Linked DNA regions of Mus musculus: region 2 is linked to region 1. A link is a contact called in public HiChIP or PLAC-seq data. All regions are on one chromosome and are shown on one strand. The core of a region is the stretch at or near the end of the contact, and the rest is flanking DNA. Distances in the headings are between cores, read along the strand shown. Region 1 has its middle 27 kb from the start of Lbx1. Region 2 holds the start of Fbxw4 (F-box and WD-40 domain protein 4).

What was found. HiChIP or PLAC-seq counts read pairs in DNA pulled down with a chosen protein or histone mark.
Region 2: an H3K27ac HiChIP or PLAC-seq map of acute myeloid leukemia shows a contact between it and region 1, with 3 times the contacts expected there. The contact joins the promoter of Fbxw4 here to the enhancer-like site in region 1. A contact is called at or near these places in 14 of 39 promoter capture datasets (the 3T3-L1 cell line, the C10 cell line, HPC-7-derived erythroid cells and 9 more), 4 of 15 datasets of contacts at CTCF or cohesin (the NIH/3T3 cell line, large pre-B cells, pro-B cells and 1 more), 15 of 484 Hi-C or Micro-C datasets (B cells, adipose-derived mesenchymal stem cells, cardiomyocytes and 5 more), 15 of 115 datasets of contacts at active chromatin or transcription factors (acute myeloid leukemia, astrocytes, bone marrow-derived macrophages and 10 more) and 2 of 9 other capture datasets (embryonic stem cells and macrophages).

What each region holds. Positions count from the first base shown.
Region 1 is chr19:45,207,704-45,211,436 of GRCm38.p6, reverse strand. No RefSeq gene overlaps it. Among named protein-coding and RNA genes, the nearest start is that of Lbx1, 27 kb to the left of the region's middle. Within about 2 kb of position 2,081, at least 80 of the 459 cell types and tissues checked have an H3K27ac peak or open chromatin away from gene starts, as enhancers often do. A contact at or near this core is called in acute myeloid leukemia, craniofacial prominence, embryonic stem cells and 1 more, where this site is marked.
Region 2 is chr19:45,658,261-45,661,993 of GRCm38.p6, reverse strand. It overlaps Fbxw4 (F-box and WD-40 domain protein 4), which reads left to right and starts at 1,801. Exons shown (of 9, transcript NM_013907.2): 1 at 1,801-2,218. The coding sequence starts at 1,965.

The DNA of each region.
Region 1 (3,733 bases), core at 832-3,331:
CAGGCAAACCAGAGGATGCTGGTCTCTATCAAGATGCCCAAGACCACAGGGCCTGGGGAGAGAAGGGTTATACCAGACTTCCAGGTCTTTCTGGAAGGCCAAGCTGTGCCACCTGTCCCAGAGTTCTAGGAGACACCTGCATGCTATGATGACTGCCATTCTACTGGTTAGGCTGGGCACATTTTGTTATTTATACTCACAAAATCCCAAGTCAGGATGCATTGTGAGGTTTGGAGAACATGGCAGAAAGGGCAGGAAGCAAGAACACTGGGCTGTTTGTCATTTACCCACCTGCTTCTCATGCCTTTCTTGTTGGTCTCAGCACATCAGCTGCCTTCCTCCTCTTCCTCCTCCTTTTCCTCTCCCTTTGTTGCTTGGGTGGGTCTGAGACTATGCAATCCTCCTGCCTCAACCTCCAAAGGACCTGGGATTACAGGTGTGCACCACCAGGCCTGACCAACTTTTTCCTTTTTTATTTCTCTACCACTGAACCTTCAACCAAGGATTTTTCCTCACCCAGTCTATGCAATTCAGCTCTAGTCAGCATGGGGTCCAATATGTACTCTTAGGTTTTTGATCTTGGGTTATTTACTTATTTGCACACGTGCACATGTATGTGTGTGGTATGAATGCACACATGTGTGCATGCTCACATGTGTGTGGGTATACATGCATTTTCTGAGGCCTGAGGCTGATGTTAGGTATCTTCCTCCACTGCCCTCCACCTTATAGATTGAAGCAGGGTCACCTAGGTGAACCCAGAGCTTGACCACTGGGATGCTCTACCTAGTCAGCTTGCTTCAGAGGTTCTTGATTTCCACCTTCTGAGTGTGGGGTCATGGGCAGAGCACTGCACCCACTCGGCATTTACATGGGCGCTGGGAATCTGAGCACCATTGACTCGCCTGGGCAGTCAGTTCTTTACCCAGTGAGAAATTTCAAGCCTCAGAATCTGTAGTGTGTGTGGTGTGCAGTGGATGTGTGTCTATGTGTGTGTATGTGTGTGGTGTGTGTCTGTGGTGTGTGGTGTGTCTGTGCACAGGTGGAGGTTCTAGAAGGTACAGGAAGAGCTGGGGAAGAAGTGTGCCAGATTAAGATAAGCTCAGCCGGACTCCTGAGGTTGGCTGGAGGGTTAAGAGTTACACGTGTGAGTCAGGGCTTGGTTGACATTGGGCGTATGCTGAAGAAGATGCAGGCAGTAGTGGTGGCAGAGGAGCCTGGACAGGCCTTGGCCCCAGGATAGCATCTGCTCTGGGAGACAACCCAGGCTGGTTCTTCAGAGACTGGCAGAGGAGCCACCGGGTGGATAGGAAGGGCCAATGACTCATGGAGGCTCTTGTTTACATATTATCTCTCACCTGCTTCAGAAAGCTTTTGAAGTGGCGCCTAATTGAAGCCTCGGGTAGCTCGGCTTGCTGAGACCAGAGAGATCATGTCAGGGCTGGAGGCTGGCTTGGGTAAGGCTGGCACACCCGGGCGGGTACACTGCCCATGGAAGGAAGGCAGACCGAGCCCTGACTGGGCCAGGACGGAAGCTGGGAGATTCTCAGAAAGTCTGTGTAACCTGGGAAGATCGGTTTCGACACTTCCGGTTTGAGCCTGTTGAGTGTTTTGTTTGAGGCAGGGTCTAATGTTTTCCAGGCTGATCTCAAGCTGGCTGTGTAGCCAAGGAAGACACCTTGAAATTCTGGTCCTTCCACCTATACCTCCAAGTGTCGGGCTTACAAATACGCGTCACCACACACGCAGTTTATTAATGCTGGGCACCGAACCTGGGAGTCCAGGCTTCACACAGCTAGGCCAGCACTCTCCCAGTCAAGCAAGGAACATCTTTAGCCTCTGCTAAGGTTCTCTTTTTGTTTCTTTTGTTTTTGTTTTTCTGAGACAGGGTGACTCTGTGTAGTCCTGGCTGGCCTGAAACTCACTCTGCAATCTAGGCTGGCCTTGAACTCACAGAGATCCACTTGCCTCTGCCTCCTGAGTGGAGTGACTAAAGGTGTCACTATCTGTCAGGCTCTCTGTTGGGACACTTGTTAGCTATTCTGAGCCCCACCTGGCAGAGGCTTTGGTCTTTGTTCTTCAGGAATTTCCAACTTCTGGTCTCTAAGAGGGAAGGCCTTTCCTTCCAGGGTCTAGATGTCCCTGACCTCAGGCTAAAAGACTCATGGGAGGGAATCTTGTCTTATTTTAATTTACTTCTTTTTGTTTTGTTTTGTTGTTGTTGTTGTTTTTCGAGACAGGGTTTCTCTGTATAGCCCTGGCTGTCCTGGAACTCACTTTGTAGACCAGGCTGGCCTCGAACTCAGAAATCCACCTGCCTCTGCCTCCTGAGCGCTGGGATTAAAGGCGTGCGCCACCATGCCCAGCTTTAATTTACTTCTAAGCCTACCCCACACCAGCATGGTCTGCCCCATGACCCCCAGAGTAAAACTTGGAGGAATCCTACTGCTTCGTCTGCCTTTGTCTGGTAGCACTCGGAGAAAGAAGTCTCCGGTTCCCAACCCCCAGGGTCTTCTTAGGCTATGACGCGGGGGTGGGTGCTGAACTCTGTCTGCCCCTCCTCCACAATGCTTCCGGCCTCTTACCTGACCGTCCCCGACTCCTCCGGCTTCCATCAGATCAGGTTTCCTTAGGAGGCACACTGACAACTTCCAAAAGTTACACCAAGTTTTGGCAAGTCTGACTGAACCCCGACAGACTTTTCTGTCACATTTCCTTACAGCTACTTAAACCGCACTTTGCTGTGTAATAGAACACCTCCCAGTCGGGGAGCCGGAGGGGTCTCCCGCAGGCAGGATTCAACACGAAGACAGTCAGGAAAAGCAGAGGCTGGGGGTTTAGCCTACAAGGGTAAGTTCGTCACCCTGGGGGGTCGGGGAGATGCTGATAGAGAGGCACAGAAAAGCCAACTTCAGCCAACCAGGGTCATGGGGCGGAGAGGCGGAACGCAAGGCTTCTCTGCTTAGACGGTCACCACATCTTCCTACTCTGCGGAAGGGAAACCCAAACCCCATCCTGAGCCGAGGGACAGCCGGTAGGAGGTAAGTGGATAAGAAGACACGTGAGCATTGAGGGACTATCAGGGCCGAGCTGATGGCCTGAAGCCAGAGAGGGAGGGCTTTCCAGTAGTAGGTGAAGAACAGAAAGGAAGACCGGCGCTGCCCCGGGGACCCCACCCCCGACATTCTTGGAGTGTGAGATACATTAATTAAGGAAATAAGCTCTGGGTTAGGAGGGAAACGGCGGCTTGCAAGAAGCAGAACCAGAGAGGAGTGTCTACGGAAAGGAAATCGGGTCAGGAGAGACTCCCAGTCACAGGGTAGGAGGCTGTTCTAGGGGCTCAGAGCCAGGAACACAGCAGTCATAAACTAGGGTTTTTGCTCTGAAGTCTCCCTCTCGTCACACATGTGCCCCCCCCCTCCCTACGGTAGGACACTGAGCAGCTGGGAACATCATCTCGAGATGCATCTCAAAAGACAGGGACAGAAAGCCACCAGAATGTCACAAAAGTTATGTCCTCTGAGAAGGTGAGTTTGGAGGTCGGTTGGCCAGGGCGAGGGAGGAAGGAAGTGGGGGTTGGGGGGAGAACACTGGCCTGCAGCCTGTGCTAGAGAAGGAGCCAAGGCAGAGCCCATGCTGGGTGAGACCGTCCTGACTGTCCTGAGACATGCTTTGTAGACCAGGCTGGCTTGAACTCAGAGATCTGCCTGCTTCTGCCTCCCAAGTGCTGGAA
Region 2 (3,733 bases), core at 552-3,051, 450 kb before region 1:
CCAGATTCCGGTCTGACCTTGTTACATGATGCTTTTGCAACCCTTCTGTGCTAGGTTTCCAGTGGTTTTCAGAACCAACGTCTTACTCATTCCTGGTCCTTAAAAATGTTAAAAGGTATAGATACAAAAGAAAAAATCTTCAATCATTTTTATATGGATTTTTGGGTTGTTTTCAAGACAGTCTGACTACAGACAGACCAGGCTGGCCTTTAAATTGTGATTTCACTGCCTCCTAAAGTGCTGGGATTACAGGTGTGTCCCACCACTCCTTGGTTCTTATATAGAGTCAAGAAAAGGAAACTTATTTTGCCTTTTTCCCCCCTTTTGGAGACAGGGTCTCAGTATGTAGCCCTGGCTGGCCTGAGATCTGCCTGCCTCTGGCTCCTCAGCTCTGGGACTATTAGCATGTTCTACCACGCCTGGCTCTCCTAAGTCTTACTTCCTAAGTGCTGTCTAATAGAGAAATAACACGGAATACAAAGATTTCTAACAATTATACGAAATATACTGAATTCAGTTCAGTATGTCCAGACTACTAATAATTAACATGTAGTTTAGAATTATGTAAGACATCTCACATTCTTTTTCCTGTCTAGCTCTTCAAAATCAGCTGTGTACCTCACTTATGCTTACAGCACGCTCAGACCTGGAGACCCTGCCTTTCACACACACAGAAAGAAGCCACATGTGATTAAAGTGGCCCCACAGATCCAATGGGACAGCATCGATCTGTACTTCTGAAGCTTAGATTGGTTCAGGTGGATCCAGTGGGTGGTATGGGAAACGGATCCCTAGTAATCTTGTAGATTCAGCTCTGCCTATGTAACGGCTACTAAAAAACCCCTGCTTGGCCACGTGCTGCTTCGTTTGGGAGCTGCGGACTCAGGATCTAGAAGGTTGGTTTTACCTCCCTCATTGTTGTCGAATCATACTGGGACAACCTACAGGACCTTGGTTGACATCCTTCGTGAGACCAAGGGCAATGGAACTTTCTAACGTCTGGCTTGCATTTTTTTAAGAATCTGGTTTGTGGCTTGTGGAAAGAAGGCATCAACCTGGGGAAGAGGAAGCCTCATGGGACCAAAAGGCCCCTTGAGGGCAGAGGCTCAACTTTGATAGTTCCTGAAGCCACAGGCTCCTCTTGTGACGTAGGTGGGAGTTTTCTGTGAACCTTTCAGCAATCTGTCTGTCTGTCTGTCTCTGTCTTTTTAATTTGGACAGTCTCTTGCTCTGTAGGCCAGGCCGGCCTTGAACTCATGGCCATCCTCCTGCCTTAGCCTCATGCCGGGATCACAGACGAGAGCCATCAAGCTCGCTTTCTCCATCCGGTCTTGAAGACACACGCTTCAACTAGATGTTCCTGGTGCTCCAGAAGATGGGGATGTCAGTGACCAGGTTGGGGTTCGCACCCCGAAATACAGGCGTGAGGGGCGGGTCTCGGCTTGGGCCCGCGCCGCCCCATGTGACCCGGTCCGACGTGGTGTCGCCTCCTCTCGAGGAGGCGGTGGCGTCTTCGGCTGTGCGTCGAGCCGGCCCCGCGGCCGCTCATGAGCAGCCAGGGCCGCTCGGGTCCCCCCGGGAACCGCGGGCCCAGGGAAGGCGAGGGCGGGGAGGCGAGGAAACTGCAGGAGGCGAGGGTCGCGCGGGGAAAGCAAGGGAAAGGGAAAGGGAAGGGGAAAGCAGGTACCGGGCACGGCGGAAGAGGAAGCGGGGCGGAAGGAAAGCCGGGCCTGCAGCCGGAGAGGAAGGCAGCGGGGCCGGCGGCTGAGGCAGGCCGGGGACAGGAAGGCGAGGGAGGCGAGGAGGAAAGGCCGAGAAGCTCCGGGAAGCGGGATGAGGGCAGCGCAGAGCCGGGGAAGGAGGAGCGGAGGGTCGGGGCCGGGCGGCGGGAGGACGACAGCCTGGAGAGAGGACAGGAGCAGGGACCTCAGGCGTGCGGCGGCATCCCGGGAACCCGGACGGCCATGGCGGAGGACGCGGCGGAGGATGCCGCAGCGGCGGCCGTGGAGCCGGCCACCCGTCCGGCCGCGGGGCCCGCGCTCTGGCGCCTGCCGGAGGAGCTGCTGCTGCTCATCTGCTCCTACCTCGACACGCGGGCCCTCGGCCGCCTGGCCCAAGTCTGCCGCTGGCTGCGGCGCTTCACCAGCTGCGACCTGCTCTGGCGCCCGATAGCCCGGGCCTCGCTCAACACCGGCTTCACGCGGCTCGGCACCGACCTGTAAGCGCCCGCTCGCCCGCCCGCTCCCCGCCCCGGGCCGGCCAGCGTCCTGGGAAAGGGCGGGGCGCCGAGGCCTGGTCGGCTCGGGACCGTGTGGCACCCGGAATACTGAAGCCCAGACTTGCCCCCCACCCCCTCCCTCTCCCCTCCCCCAGCACCCTCGAGGAATACTGGTGTCACCCCTCTTCAAGATTCCCCAACCCGAGGAAACTTCCGGAGAGCATTCCTCAGTCGGCACCCTCCCCCGTGGGCGGCTACTCACAGTTAGCCATCCTAAAATGAGTATTCCCAAAGGTTTGGCTCCCTGGGTTCCTTGCCCTGTGTCCTGTGCGACAGACAGGACCTGAAGGGTGACTCCTGCTGGTTCTAGGGCCCAGGCCCAGGTCCACCAACGTGGTTTTTGTGGCCTTTCGTCCTGCCCACCCTCTCAAAGGTTGTTAGGTTTCAGGGCTCAGATCAAATTAAATGTGCAGAAAAGGGCTCAGAACCTTAAAAAAACAAAAACAAAAACAAACAAAAAAACCTTTCAGTTCCATTGTCAACCTATTTTAGGACTTAATTCAGGTGGAAGGACCCACAAAAGATGTCTGTGTGAGGCATCAAGTTGGATTTGGGGTAGGCGGTATCCAAGATAGGCAGTTTGACCTAGTAATATCTGAGACCCGTGGATGCAAACCATTCCTAAAACACTCAGGCTGTTAAACAGGAAGGGGAGAGCGTGTATGACAGTCACAGAACTGGTCAGGATAAACGCTTTCAGACTGCACCCTGCTCTTGCTTTGTTGTAACATATGCGAATATAATAAAGTTTTAAAAAACCGTAAGAAATGATCATTTGATGCACTCCTATTTCCATTTTAAAAGTTTTTCAGTTGCACACCCCCTAACCCTACTACCCCCCACCCCCCACCCCACTTCCCCATCCTAACAGAATGAATGCTTAATGAATGATGTAATAGATTTGGAGGTATGTCATACGCCATGACATAATTTGTCTTGAATTAACTCCTTAGAATAAAAATTTCAAGGTAGCCACTATTGGATTAAAGGTTTTGATGGGCAGAGGTCACAGTATACCAGCAAAGAATGAGTGAGCCGGTTTGATGAGAGAATTAAACCACATCTTTAGTGGGTGAGTGATAGTAGCCAAAGCTCTGTTATTTTGTATCGCTCTGCGCTAGCCAGGATAAATATTTTGCCATGTGTCTGTTTCACCTGTGAGACTGTTTCTTCCTACTCCTTGTCTCTGGGGTCTTGGTGTTTTTGTTATAAATTTGGAATTTTTCTGGGTCATAAATGTTTGACTCTTGTCTGTCATCTTTGATGATAGAGGTACATTTTCCAGTCAATTTTTAATTTTATTGTTATTAGAATTTTATGTTTCATTAGAATCTGCTCCTCCCCCCTTTACCTGAGAAATTTATAATCTTTCCACAAGCCTGACAAATTTGATTGCCAACTAGTTTTTTGTTAACTTTTTTTTTTTTTTAATGGCATTTCAATGTCAGTAGCACT